Regions from separate parts of the Mus musculus genome. Here region 2 is linked to region 1. A link is a contact called in public Hi-C data. All regions are on one chromosome and are shown on one strand. The core of a region is the stretch at or near the end of the contact, and the rest is flanking DNA. Distances in the headings are between cores, read along the strand shown. Region 1 overlaps Ubr5 (ubiquitin protein ligase E3 component n-recognin 5). Region 2 has its middle 24 kb from the start of Gm35081.

The links. Hi-C and Micro-C count contacts between places; a contact is called where the count stands out from the background.
Region 2: a contact with region 1 is called in a Hi-C map of myocytes, with 2.4 times the contacts expected there. The contact joins two enhancer-like sites. A contact is called at or near these places in 3 of 39 promoter capture datasets (the C10 cell line, epiblast stem cells and liver), 3 of 484 Hi-C or Micro-C datasets (Sertoli cells, embryonic stem cells and myocytes) and 2 of 115 datasets of contacts at active chromatin or transcription factors (embryonic fibroblasts and embryonic stem cells).

The regions. Positions count from the first base shown.
Region 1 is chr15:38,045,157-38,052,617 of GRCm38.p6, forward strand. Ubr5 (ubiquitin protein ligase E3 component n-recognin 5) reads right to left here. Exons shown (of 59, transcript NM_001112721.2): 2 at 2,949-2,993; 3 at 2,387-2,468; 4 at 1,879-1,955; 5 at 537-656. Among named protein-coding and RNA genes, the nearest start is that of Gm22353, 9.4 kb to the right of the region's middle. Within about 2 kb of position 5,240, at least 31 of the 459 cell types and tissues checked have an H3K27ac peak or open chromatin away from gene starts, as enhancers often do. A contact at or near this core is called in myocytes, where this site is marked.
Region 2 is chr15:38,164,305-38,170,774 of GRCm38.p6, forward strand. No RefSeq gene overlaps it. Among named protein-coding and RNA genes, the nearest start is that of Gm35081, 24 kb to the left of the region's middle. Within about 2 kb of position 3,462, at least 14 of the 459 cell types and tissues checked have an H3K27ac peak or open chromatin away from gene starts, as enhancers often do. A contact at or near this core is called in myocytes, where this site is marked.

The DNA of each region.
Region 1 (7,461 bases), core at 3,990-6,489:
AGGCTGGGTATGGCGCTGCACATCTTTAATCCCAGAATCTGGGAGGCAGAGGCAACCAGATCCCTGGGCCTTCAAGGCCAGTCTGGTCTACACTGGGAAGTTGGGAAGTTCAGGACAGCCAGGGCTATGTAGACAGACCCAATCTCAAATTCCAAAATAGAACCAATGAATAAAAGCACATGCCTAGAATTTGAAAATGGCTTCTTTGACAGTATATAAACTTCACATTAAAATAATACGGGGGGGGGGGGGGGGGAGTTTGGGGTTTTTGTTGCTGTTAAAACAAACAAACAAAAGAAGCTATCAGATTTGGATACCAAAAAAACCAGTAATGTTAGATTTTCATAATTCACAGTAAATGGCCAAATATAAACTTTAAACTTTCAAATGACACAACAGCAGTGAATGACACGGTGATCTGGATTCTGTAATCCGGTTTGCATTGGTTATTTTTATCCAGGGGGCACAGTGAGCTAGCTCTGAGCCCTGCCATACTGATGTGCTCAGTCAGGACGTCTGCAACTGGACCAACTTACCCCAGAGTGTTGCCTGCCAACCTGCCCAGAGTCTCAGAACCTGAGAGAAACCACGGGGAGTCACTTGTCCTTCCTGGCCTAGAGGTCCTCCCTGTCCCCGAGCTGCTGTTCAGTTTTGACCTAGGGAAAATCAAGAGAAAATATCACATGACAGTCTCACACCTCCAGGCTTCCTGTTCTGCAGGGCATCAGCCTCACAAGTCCCAGGCTGTGCCGCCTGACATGGCACCAGCTGGCAGCCACCTCACACCCTTGCACTCACTCCCAATACACTCTGCTCAAATTCCAAATATGAATAAAAATAGTAGTAGTAAACTTTCTTTATATTTCAAAATTAATCATGTTTTTCTTAGAAACAACCAAGTAAAATTCAAGTCTTATGAAGCACCCTTTAATGCACTGTAACTTTTTAAAGACTAAAATTTGAAAGTGGAGAGTGCAGGAACTTGACTGCTTTCAAAATGAGTTCCTCTATTTCTAACTATCAGAGACAAGCATGATATGTAAAGTCATTTCAGCCACCCGGGCATACAAGCATACAACTATATACCAGCTACTTAGGAAGCCAAAGCCACAGAACCTCTGGAGCACACAAGGTCAACAGCAGCCTTGAAAGCAGATTAAGGCCTGTGCCATCTAGCACCACAGCCAACCACTGCAAGTGAAATCCCATGTGACTGACCCAGCATGTAGTGCTATCCTTCTTATAACTTAGCATTCCTAGGTGCCATGCCAATTAACTCCTCCGCAATTTGTAATGTAAGCACTGTCTATAAACTATTTCTTGCTTAAAAATTAAACTCAAGAACTAGGACTGAGCCGGGTGTGGTGGCACACACCTTTAATCCCAGCACTCGGGAGGCAGAGGCAGGCGGATTCTGAGTTCGAGGCCAGCCTGGTCTACAAAGTGAGTTCCAGGACAGCCAGGGATATACAAAGAAACCCTGCCTTGAAAAACAAAAACAAAAAATAAACAAACAAAAAGAACTAGGACTATAGGATAGTGACACAATGCTTCCTTAGCACGCCTAGGGACACGCCTTTACTTCGCAGCTAACAAACCTCATCAATTTAACTAAAAACCAAACTAACCATTTCACCATATTTTAAACTTGATTTTTCTGCTATGCCTCTTTTTAATCTTTTGAAGATAAAGAAGATCAAAACCTTGGTTTTCTATAATACCTTCTAAGGGTTAAATTCATACTGTATTAATTGCAAAATACAGGATAAGAATGTAGCTAGGCGGTAAAGCACTTGTCTACTATATACTATGCTCTATGTTTGATCCTCAACACCATAACACACACACACACAGAGCAAACAAAAAATAATGTCTTACCCATCATTATTATCAGGTTTACCCAATTCCAGTCTGTCTGGTTGTACTGAAAAACCAATCCTACAAATTCTGCCATCCTAAAAGCAAAAACAAATTAATTTTTAAAAAAGTTAAATTTTGCAAGAGAAGACACTAAAGTTTTAATTTATTCAATAAGCAGATTCTGCCTGTCACTGTCAACTCAGAAGACAAGGAAGTCCCCTCCAGACACGGGTGGGAGAGTCTAACACACAGTAACAAAAGGCTACTAAGAATTCCCTTAAAACAATACAGTCTGGAAGAATTCAGAGTAAAATTATATAATAACTACACTCAGGAGTCTTCCCAGGCAGCCATTAACTAGTTTCAAGTTCCAGTAAATCATTTACACCCAATTGATTCTCTGAGCCAGAGAACTTAACAAAAGGAAGCTGGGCATAACTAACTCTCAGTGCCTTCCCTTGACAAGAAACAAAGAACAGATGCAGAGTTTAGTTTTCATCTCCCCACCGTATGGTAAATCATTTACCTCAAGAAGAAACGCGGCGTGATTGGGTCCCACCACACACTGTTTAATAGTAGCCTGCTCCAGTACATTCAGAGGTGGGTGGCTAGGGAACAAGAAAAAAGCATGCAAGTAAAACTGCTCTTTTAATTATACACAAAAAGAACTAATTCCTAAGTGGAGTTTTAAAGCAATAAATAAAAGTAACTGATACCTACCAGAATCACTACAGTTGAAAGGTCTACCAAACCGTTTTAAGAATCAGCATTAATGGAGACTGTAATTTAAATGAACCTAACTTTGATAGAAAGAGTAGAGATGTGGTAATACACATCTTTAATCCCAAAACAAACAGGCGGGTCTCTGTGCTGTGAGTTCAAGGCCTCATCTACACATCAAATTTCAAGACAGCCAGGGCTACATCTCCAAAGAGTCTTAATGTAATCTAATTCTTAATCTAATAAGTCATATTAACCACATAAAGATGAATCCTTTTCCTAAGAAAGAAAACACTACAGCTCCATGGTAGGGCTGAAACACAGCCCATGAAAAATGGCTTAACTTAAAACAGCTTAAAATGTTTTACCTGTTCAAATTGTACTTGTTCAGCTTCTCTGAAACTTCCCGTAACCTTCAAACACAAAAGCCAAGTGTTAATAAACCCAGCACAGGTCCTGCACACACAAGATGGCTCCAGTGGGCCTGCACCAGCACTGGGCCGATTCCCAACAGTAACACACGAGCAACTCTTAAGGATTGCAAGCAGGCATTGCATTTACCTTCCCTTTCTAACCCATCAGCAGCTCCAGGAATATCCAAAATAACCCCATTTCCAAACAGGAAAGAAAATGAGGCTTCTAGAGTTTACGTAACAAACACCAGTCGTAGAGCTACTGAGCTCTGAGCAAATACCTAATGGAAAACTCCTTTTTAAAACCTGCAGTTAACCCAGGCATGGTAGTGCACACCTTTATACCAGAACTCAGAAGACAGAGCAGTCAGCCTTTGGGGGTGGGGGCTATGACATACAACCACAGTCTACGCCAAAAGACATTCTGACAGTATGTGAATATAATGAATTGAAAATAAATGGGATGCAGAGAGAATCTGTGTGCACGGTGTGGAAACATCACCTGTTGATAAAAAGCTGACGGGCCACTAGGAAAACAGCAAACTAGCCAGAAGTAATTGGCGGGAGTTTCAGCAGAAAGACTAAAACACACACACACACACACACACACACACACACACACACACACACACTCTCTCTCTCTCTCTCTCTCTCTCTCTCTCTCTCTCTGGGAGAGAGTCAGAGGTGTTGTGTGTGGTCTATAGACACACAGACTCATACATATAATACTCATACATATAAATAAACTTTAAAATTTTTTTAATTAGAAAAAAGCCTACAGAAAGTCACAGAACCCTGGGTAAATGTTCTAAGCACTACAGTAGGTAGAACCAGGCATCTCTGAACTTTACCCGGCAACTATAAAGCCACTCACTACCTACTGAGGCACATCAACCATGCACACTGACTGATGCCCACCAAAGCACCTAAGTGGTTAGAGGTTTCAACTGGTATTTTCATTTTTTCCAAAAACACAGAAATGAAAACTGCTAATTTCATTCTCACTACTGTGCACCCCACCCTCTGAACTCTCCTCTCACTAGCCCAGTTTTCTCTCTTTCCTAACAACATATTCCCTTGGTTCTGGAGGTCAGGCCTTTCCACTAAATTCCAGTTTGCTCAATTATATAGCACATTTCTGTTTCAAAACGAGATTAAATGAGAATAATGCATAACGGATTTCATAACCTGTGGAAGAAGGCTAACTAAAAAACGAAGGCAAAACAGCCTAGGGTCTGTTGCTCCAGAGTTAACAGGAGCTTTGGGAGACCTGGAGCAGAGATAGAACTCTAGACTTCCCTAGGCTAAGGCTTAAGTGCCCCACCACAGCAGTGGCACAAAGGAAAACCTATTTATTCACTAGCATGTCTTGTCAATAACACAAATTGGGGGAAGGGATCATCAAAAAAAAACAAAACAAAACTGGACAATAGCTAAAACTAAAAATTAAATGCTTCTGTAGCTTCAAACAGCACTTCAGGTAGATGCTTATGGGACTAAACTAAGCTTTGAGGATGTCAAAAAAAGCTACAAAATAATTTAATAACTCAAGAGCAAATTACAGACTACCAAAGAGAGAGAAAATGGTTTCTGATATCAGCTAATTTTAAGATTAAAAATTGATCTGAAAACTCAGTTAAAAGGGGCCTGGGAACCAAGGCACAGTGGTATACACCTTTAAGCCAGAACTCTGGAGACAGAGATGAGTAGACCTATGTGAATTCACTGGACTACAGTGAGTTACAAAGAAGCCAGAGATTGTGAAACTGTCTCAAACAAAAATAGCCAGTCAGACAGCTCACAAAGTAAAGGGGTTTGTTACAAGCAAACAAGCCTGGTACCAGGACTCCAATCCCTGGAACCCACATAAAATTGAGGAAAACCAACTCCAAAGCAGTCCCCCTGACTTCACATACACGTTCATATATTCAACCTGTCCGAAAAGGACAGCTCTCCACAACCCAGCATGCTCGCACATGCAGAATGCAGGAGGCAAAAAGAGGAGGGTCAAACTTGTTTGAGGCCTGACTAATGTGCATGGTGAGCTCCAGGGAAACCAGAGGTGCAAGAGCAAGACTGTCACAAAATAAATCTAACACTCAGTGTTTCTTTAACAAAAGTTAAAGATGGTGAGACTCTACACTCAAAGCGGCCAAGAAAAATGACAGTGAGTTCTAGGACAGCTGGGTACATAACAAGACCATGACTCAAAAAGAAAAAAAAAATAAAAAGAAAGGAAAAGAGAACTCCTAACAACTGTCCCAGGCACGCAGAAAATGCTCACCAGCACCCACAACATAGTCAGAGGTGCGGGCCTCTCTGCTCTCTGTCTGGCTCAGCTCTGCGAGTTCTCATCGTGCGAAGAAGAACTGTTAGTTATTCTGCTGCTTCTCAGTCTCAGAATTCTTACTAATACATAAAAAACAGGTCTATCAGAGGATCACCATATGGAATGTTTATGAAAAAGTAGCATTTACTAGGGTCCACAAAATGGCTCAGCACGTAAAGGTGCTTGCTGCCAAGTCTGATGACCTGAGTTGGATCCACAAAACCCACATGATGGGAAGAGAACTAACTTCTTCAGAAAGCCTCTGTCCTCCTGAGAGTGCCATGACATGTACATACACAATAAATGGTTTTTTAATGAATTAAATAGCATCTGATATATCAAAAATCCTAGCCATTTGAAATTTCATATGAGCAGATTTTATAATCACCTAGAATGTTAAACCAAATATTATCAACTTGATTCATAAATCCAATCTCAAAAATACATAAACTGGATGGTTCTTTCACTTCTCGGGGTGGTTATAGTCAACTGGCTCCAGAGCACACTGGAGGAAAGCCTCCCGCACACATGGGCTCTACTAAGGAGAGCCTGCCTCTCTCTGCAGGACACAGCCCAGCTGAGCAGCCACAGGCCACAGGCCAAGACAGCCCACTGCCACGGCTGTTAACACACCAGTGCGCCTATGTAACCATGTAACCACCGCAGCAGTCTGCTGTAAAGGGGCTCAGGCCAGAAGATGAAACACGTTCTTGTAACAGTAACACAGTAAATTTCTCTTCTCAAAAAAAAAAAAAAAAAAAAGCCTAAAGCTCATCAAATTTCACTCACACATAAATGTTTCAATAACCTCATAACAACAGCAGACAGGTAAGCCTGTGAGATGGCAGTAACACACAGCTGGGCAGGCTGGCAATAAGTCTATGACAACCCTATCTGCTGTGTTGTTCAATACTAAAATGTGCCCCATATTCCAACTCAGCGCCTCGGTGCCTGTTTGATCTCTTACACATATAATTTTCAGATGCAGAGACTAGAATCTTTCTTTTTTAATGTGAGTACACTGTCGCTGTCTTCAGACACCCAGAAGAGGGCATCAGATCTCATTATGGATGGTTGTGAGCCACCATTCGGTTGCTGGGATATGAACTCAGGACCTTCGGAAGAGCAGTCAGTGCTCTTAACTGCTGGGCCATTTTGCCAGCTCGAGAATCGTTAAGTGGCAAACTGACTCTTTCTTAGCAGTACCTATTAGGAGCTAACACTACTATTACTCTGGAAAGCCCATGGAGCCTGTCCCACTGTCCCCAACGTAGTAGATTTCAAAGGTAACTTTCACAGATCCTACTTAGGCACAGCACATAGTGAGGTTCTTCAGTTCTTAAACTCTGTCTACTTACTGCCACAAACCAGATCTCTAAATAGTCAGACACAGCCCAAATGCAATTATAATTATATTCTTGATGAAGAACACAGAGGTAGGTCCCTGAAGCTTTGGCTCTTCCTCATATCCCACCCTCCAAGTGCTGCTTCCCACACATGTGGAAGTCTAAGAGTGGAGAGCTTGCTCGAGTGTGGTCTGCCTTCAGCACACTTCCCCGAGGCCGTGTCCAGCTCAGACACCCATGTTTCCTGGCAGTCCTAACTTTTTCCCACAGACATCTGCAGCTTGCCTTTCCTCTCAAATCTCACTGTGAACATTCTAGCTCCGTGTTCTTGTCTCCAGTGTCCTCACACATACTGCAGTGGACTTGCCTCCAGAGTCTTTCCCTAGCCTCCCATGCAATCCCATCAGTCAAGAGTAAGGTACTTTATAAACCGTTTCAGAAAAAAAAAAAAAAAGAGATTCTTGGTCTTAATACCAAAAGAATTAACCTCCAGGCTTCTACCTTAAAGAATGACAATTAACTGTGTAAACATATAAATTTGTTTTGAGGTTATGTCATTATCTGCCCATGTTAATCTTGGGGAGCTTGGGAGGAGTTGCTGTTATTGCTGTTTGAGACGGGTTCTCCTGTAACCTAAGCTGACCTCAAACTGACTATCTGCCAGTGATGACCTGGAGCGGCTCTGATCCTCCTGCATCCACCTCTTGAGTGACAGGATAATAGATGTGTGCTTCTCACACATGGTTTGTATGATACTGGGTACTGAATCTACAGTCTACCAACTGAGCTACAT
Region 2 (6,470 bases), core at 2,212-4,711, 120 kb after region 1:
ATCTTATGGATTCAATATACCTCTGATAAATTTTCTATTAAAAAAAAAAAATCAATGGTTGCACCAAGACAGTAGGATTTCCATGACTATGAGAAGAACCTGGGCAACCTAGTAAGACCTTGTGTCATGAAAGCAAACAAACAGATAGACCCCCCCCCCAAAAAAAGCAAAATCCAGGATGGGGAATTCACAGGAAGAGTGAATACCTAATATGTTTGTTATAAAAAGAAACCCCAGGCAGTCATGATGCTGTGTAATCCTCTACTTTATCAGTATGTGCCCGATGCAGAAATACAGGAGTTAACAAACAGATGTGGCTGGGGAGATGGCTTGGTAGTTAAGAGCACTGACTGCTCTCCCAGAAGTGCTGAGTTCAATTCTCAGCAACCACATGGTGGTTCACATCCACCTGTAATGGGATCTGATGCCCTCTTCTGGTGTCTGAAGACAGCAACAATATACTCACATACATAAAACAAATCTTTAAAAAACAACAAAAACCAAACAGATGTGCTCTCCCCACACTCTTAGAAGCGGGTTCCAAACCAAGCCCTGTAGGCACTGTAATTTCCCAAATATGCACAGCTATAATAGTAACAGCAAATAAACACAAAAAGGAGAAAAACAATCTCTTTCTTTCTTTCTTTCTTTTAACTCATGACTGGAATGATTATATAATAATGTTCAGACTATTTCCTTTAGTTTTATGGTCTTTCACCTACTTATCAAACAACCTTTGAAACCCAATAGAAATGACACATTCTATGGAGCCTTCACGTCCTCCTACAACTAAGACAAAAGTACTCATAGCTCTTACCTTTCTCTTCTCATGTTTTGTAATATCTATCTATCTATCTATCTATCTATCTATCTATCTATCTATCTATCTATTTTCATCATCATTTACCATCTAACTCTATTATATGTCTATGTCTATCATCCATCCGTCTGTCTTTCTACCCATGTATCTGTCCATCTGTCTGTTTACCCATCTATCTATCTATCTATCTATCTATCTATCTATCTATCTATCTATCTATCTATCTATCTATCTATCATCTATCTATCTATCATCTATCTATCTATCTACCTATCTATCTCTAATCTATCTACAATATACCTATCATCTATCTATCTAACGTTCCTGACCTTGAGTTTACAGTAGGAAAACACCTCTATATATCTGTACTGCTGAGTCAGTATCTCATTCCACTGCATCATCCAAGTTGGTCTGGAACTCTTGATCCATTTGGCCCAGCCTCTTGAGTGTACTGATTTCAGGCATACGTGATAACACACCAGGATATAATCTTTGAACTAAGGCCAGGGAATTAGCCAGGAATGCATGCTTCGAGGAGACGGGAGAAGAGATGGCAGCAAGCTGCAGCTTGGTTTTTAGAGAGACGCTAGGGAAAGGAACTGTGAACAGGGAGAATTAGGAGCCCAGGATGCCTCTCTGTGAACTATACCACACCTCAAAATGGTTCTCACTCTACAAAAACAAAACCAAAAAAACACAAGTGCCATTCATTATACCTGCATTGCAAAAATTTCACATGACCTGAATATTAATTAAACACCAGAGGGAACAAACTCTCCTGTTCCCCTAGGTGGGGACAATCAGAACAGTGTGTCAGCTGCTTCCCGTTAATTCTGTATTTTCTGTATTTGTTCACTTCGTACTCATCACACGTCAAGTGGTGGTAAAAATTCTATTAGGAAACTCTCCAGTGCCCCAGATAGACTGTGGATGTTACATAATGAATGGAAGTTCACGCTCTTTCTATCTTGAGAGGCTTTTTGTTTCAGCAGAGCTCACGTCTTACTGATGACAGAGTAATTATGAGTAGAATCTCTGTGGCAGGTTTCTAGAACAGTGCGTCCAGAGGGGGATGTTTTGAAACTTCTGGTAGAACTTGCTAACAATGTATCACCTTGCTGCTGCTGCTGCTGCCCAGTCCCTGGGGAGGGAGCAGAGGCATTCCACCTGGAACCCACAGCCAGCGCAGAGGAAGGCATCTCTGCCTGAGGCATTGTGGGCATTAAACATGCCTGCTACTTTTCAGGAGGTGTGGAAGACTCCTTGTAGCCATAGAAGCCTGACACAGTTCTCCAAGCTGCCAGTCACAGACAAGAGTCAAGTCTTTTCTTTGCATATCCAATCTGGCTATGGTGGCCTTTGGCTATCCTGCTGGAGGAGGTCATTTCTGCTGACATCAAGCTGATCTAATTATGGCTGATGACAGCAAGAACTATGGGAATGGGGGACCCCTAAAACTGACAGAAAGGGAAAGTCAAGAATAGTGGCTAGCAGCACTCCTTTGGTAGTTAGGACCATAGTTGTCTGAAGCCAAGAAAGGAAGCATGCAAGTGCAGCATTGGGTGTTGCCGCCGGTGGGCCGAGCATGTGCCAGCGGAAGACCACACATCCACATATGTATTAGACCTGCTGGACACAAAGATGGTGGGCTGGGAAGGGCCTGGGGTAGGCCTGGGAGGAGTTGGGAGAGGGCAGACATGCTCAGAAGTCATTGAATGGAACCCTCAAAGAACTAACGAATACTTTTAACTAAAAAATAAGGCTGGGGTGCTAGGGTTGGGGACAGATACCTTTAATCTTAGCACTCAAGATGCAGAGGCAGGAGAATCTCTACGAGTTCCATGATTACATGGAACATGGAGAGATCCTGCGTCAAAACAAAAATGAAAAAAAAACAAAACAAAACAAAACAAAACAAAACAAAACCAAAAATAGGGCTAGAAATGTAGCGTAGCTAACAGGCTGACTGCCTAGCAGTCAAGCCCTCAGATCACTGAACGTTACATGTAGTGCCACATGCCACAGTCCCAGCATTCAGGAGGATAAGACGGGGTCAGAAGTTCAAGGCTGTCTTCTGCTAATAGTGATTTCCAGATCAGTGTTGGCCACATGAAACTTTCTAAAATAAAATAAGACCTAAGCTCACCCCCCACCCCCACCCCCACCCCGTGGACTGACTTACTCAGAAATCTCCCAGTGGGCTCTCTCCTGGGGTTTCTGCTGCACCTTGCCAGAGAGAAACTGCGCTTTGCTGAAGTGCAGTGATTGACTGGCCTCTACACTGATGTGAATTTCACCAGTCCTGCACTGGTGAATAGGATCCCATGCAGAGACTATCACGCCATGCCATCTCGTCTCTTTTGTTTCTTAGAAGCTCTTAGAATTCATCAGGACCTTAACAGTTCTGAGGATTCTGGCTATGTGGTAAAATACTTCTCCATTTGGATAGATCTGGTATTTTGCTCATCATCCAATGTGGGTTCTGGATAAAGATACCACAGAAGCCAGGTGGAACCTTCTCATGTGCCAAAGCACACACATCCACATGGCACATCACCACAGATGCCACCCTCCATCGCGAGTTTCTCCTCTGTAACATCTCCCTGTCTCCTCCTCTTATTCTGTGGGTTTGTTTGTTTATTTATAGCAAAAGCCAAGACTGAAGCGGAAGCATGAACCAAGCCTTGCTTCCTGGGGACCAGAGCATCTGTGCAAAGCACTTGGCGTTTTTGGAATTCTTCTGTGAGAGTTGTATCTTCCTTTTTCCAGTGTGGCTGCTGAGGGGGTGGTATTTATATCATGCCCTGGGTTGTAATCCAATACTGAGCTGTTTATTTCATCACTTGGTCACTGGACACAGCACGTCAACTTCAGCTCTCTGTCAGCACTTCAAGATTTGCTAGGCTTGTGTCTCTGTCCTTATCTAGGTGCCAGCCTTTTTTTGAAGTTTTTGCTTAAGAAAAAAAGAAAGAAAAAGAGATGTTTGCTTATGTGTATGTGTGTTTGCCACGTTACGTGTACCATATGCATGCCAGAATGCAGGCAACCACAGAAGAGAGGGAGATCCCATGGAACTGGAGTTAACGGTTGGGTTCTCTGAATGAGGCTAGCAGGAATCACAGAGCCACCCATCAAGGCCCTGTTTGTTGCTGTGTGTTTGTTAATTTTTATTTTATTATTTGATATGTGTTGGTATTTTGACTGCATGTGTGTCTGTGTACCGTTTGCACAGCTGGTGCCCATGAGGCCCAGAGGATGCTGTTGGGTTCCTGGGAACTGGAGCTTCATAGGCTGCAAGTTCCCATGACTGGGTCATCCCTCCAGCCTCACCCTCTCTCCCATTTATTTTGTTTTTCTGGGGGTGGGGAGTGTGTGTTATTTTGTTTTGAGCCAACGTCTCACTCTCTAGCCCTGGCTACCTGGAACATACTATGTAGGCCAGACTAGCTCAAGCCTGGGGCAATCCTCTGCCTTGACCTTCTGAATGCTGGAATTACAAGCTGTACTGTACTAAGCAGGCTGCTTGCATTTATTTTCTGAAGCATAAATTCCTGCTTCCTATCCCCAGAGATTTAGATCCAGTCTGTCCAGGGAGGAACCTGTTGTTTAATAAAGTGAGATGGGGCTCGGTGTCTAGCTTGGGGATAGAGCCCTGGAAACAGCCCTGAAAAACCATCATGCCCAGTAATACATGCTTATGATAAAAGTGAATTTAAACAATGCAAAGGTTTTACACATGCACACACATGTCCACATGCATGTGTGGGCACACACATCTGTGACTTTTTTTTTTTTTTGCAAACGAGTGTGTGAACTGCCTATTCTTGCTTTTGTTCCTTTCTCCTATTAGGTTAATCAACTTGTGACATCTTTTTTTTATTCCATTTTTTACAGACAGGATTTCATATAGCACGGAGTAGCCTTGAGCTCCTGATCCTCCTGCCTCTGCCTTCCAAGGGTTAAGGTTACAGGTGTATGTCTCTTTAATTTATATATATATATATATATATATATATTTGCCATGACCAATGCCAGACAAATGACTCTGAGTAGAAAAGGTTGTATTTTAGTTTGTCCATCATGATGGGGAGGAATCCATCTTTCGACAGAGCAGAGCTCGCTCCCCAGCAGTCAGAAAGCCAAAAGAAAACTTCCGCACCCACAGGCTCTCTGCTTTGCTTTGCTTCCTTTGGGGCCAGCCTACGGGCTGTGCTCCACACATTCAGGGTGGACTATCACCCTGTAGCTAACCTTCAGTGGAAACGTTCCAGACACCCAGAAACGTGCTTTACGCACCCCAGGCATTTCTCAGTCCAATGAAGTTGATAATTCAGATTAACCATAATGCTTTGTCAAGTTCACACCCAAACATCTCTCCCTGAACCATAATGATCCTGGCCCTGAGAATTCCATGTCCTTCCCATAATGCATTCCGTACATCTCCAAGAGTTCTCATAGTCCTAATGGTTCCAGTAACGGTCCAAGTCTCCTCTGGGACTCAGGGCAAATTCTTAGCTGTGAGCCCTGTAACATCAAAACCAAACTACACATTCTCAAGACACAGTGGCACAAAGTAAACTTGTCATCCCAAAATGGAGAGAAAGGAAAGGAAAGGAAAGTGGAGCTGAAGCAAGCCCGCAGGGCAGACGCTAATCCTACGGCTATGCGCCTGGTGCCCTGTTTATGTGGTGCTGAGAAGGGACCCCAGCAGAGTCAACAGCTGGCCTCTGCGTCTGGACAGGCTCAATCCACACGGCCTGCCTGCCACAGACTGCCTCTGTTTGCTGTCTGTGGCTTGTGGTGACAGACTTTCTCACACTCTTGGCCTTTTCAACATCCTGGGGCTTCACCCTTACAGCTTCACACGTCGTTCCTGGGAGCTGTCTTTAAAGACTCACACGTGGTCATGTACAGTCTGCATTCCCAGGCCTTCTTTTGCAATCAGTGTGGAAGTCTCCATGATCCGATAGCTCTTACATTCTGTGGCTGAAAAACCAGCACCACACGAACAGCCCTAAAGCCTGCTACCAACTCCAGTGGTGGCCAGATCCCCCCCCCCCCTCCAGCCCCCAGACCATTGTTGCAATGGCCCAAGTGTCTGGGTTGGTGAACAGGGAGAAGTATTTTTCCTGTGTAGCGCTATGTGAGCAGGCCACCCTAGAATTCTCCTTTCAAAGCAAAGCATTGACATTCCAGCTCTATGCACATAGCCTGGCCAGGTCTGAGAAACCATCAAGGCATCTCCTATCTCCCCAATGCAAAGGACTTCTCTTCTTCAATCTCAGCACACTTCTTTCCTCATAAGTCTTTCAGGTCTTTCTGCTCTGCCTGCCTTTTAAGAGAATCTCATGTCTCTGACTCAACACGGCCGGTGATCAGAAGACCACAACCCGGATGCCGGGTTGCCTTAAATTCTCCTCTGACAGATTGACTATCCCGTCAGTTTTCAACTCAGCCTCCCTAGTCCACCAACTCTAAACCCAATCTCCATGAAAGGCTCAAGATGGGATAAAAATGTGGCGAAGTTCTTGGCCATAATCTCATACCTACATCCTCTATGGAGTCTAATTCTCAATTTGACTTTCTACCTAAAAACTCATGAAGAACCATCTTCATTGTACACACTTCCATTGATAGTACGTTCTTCTGA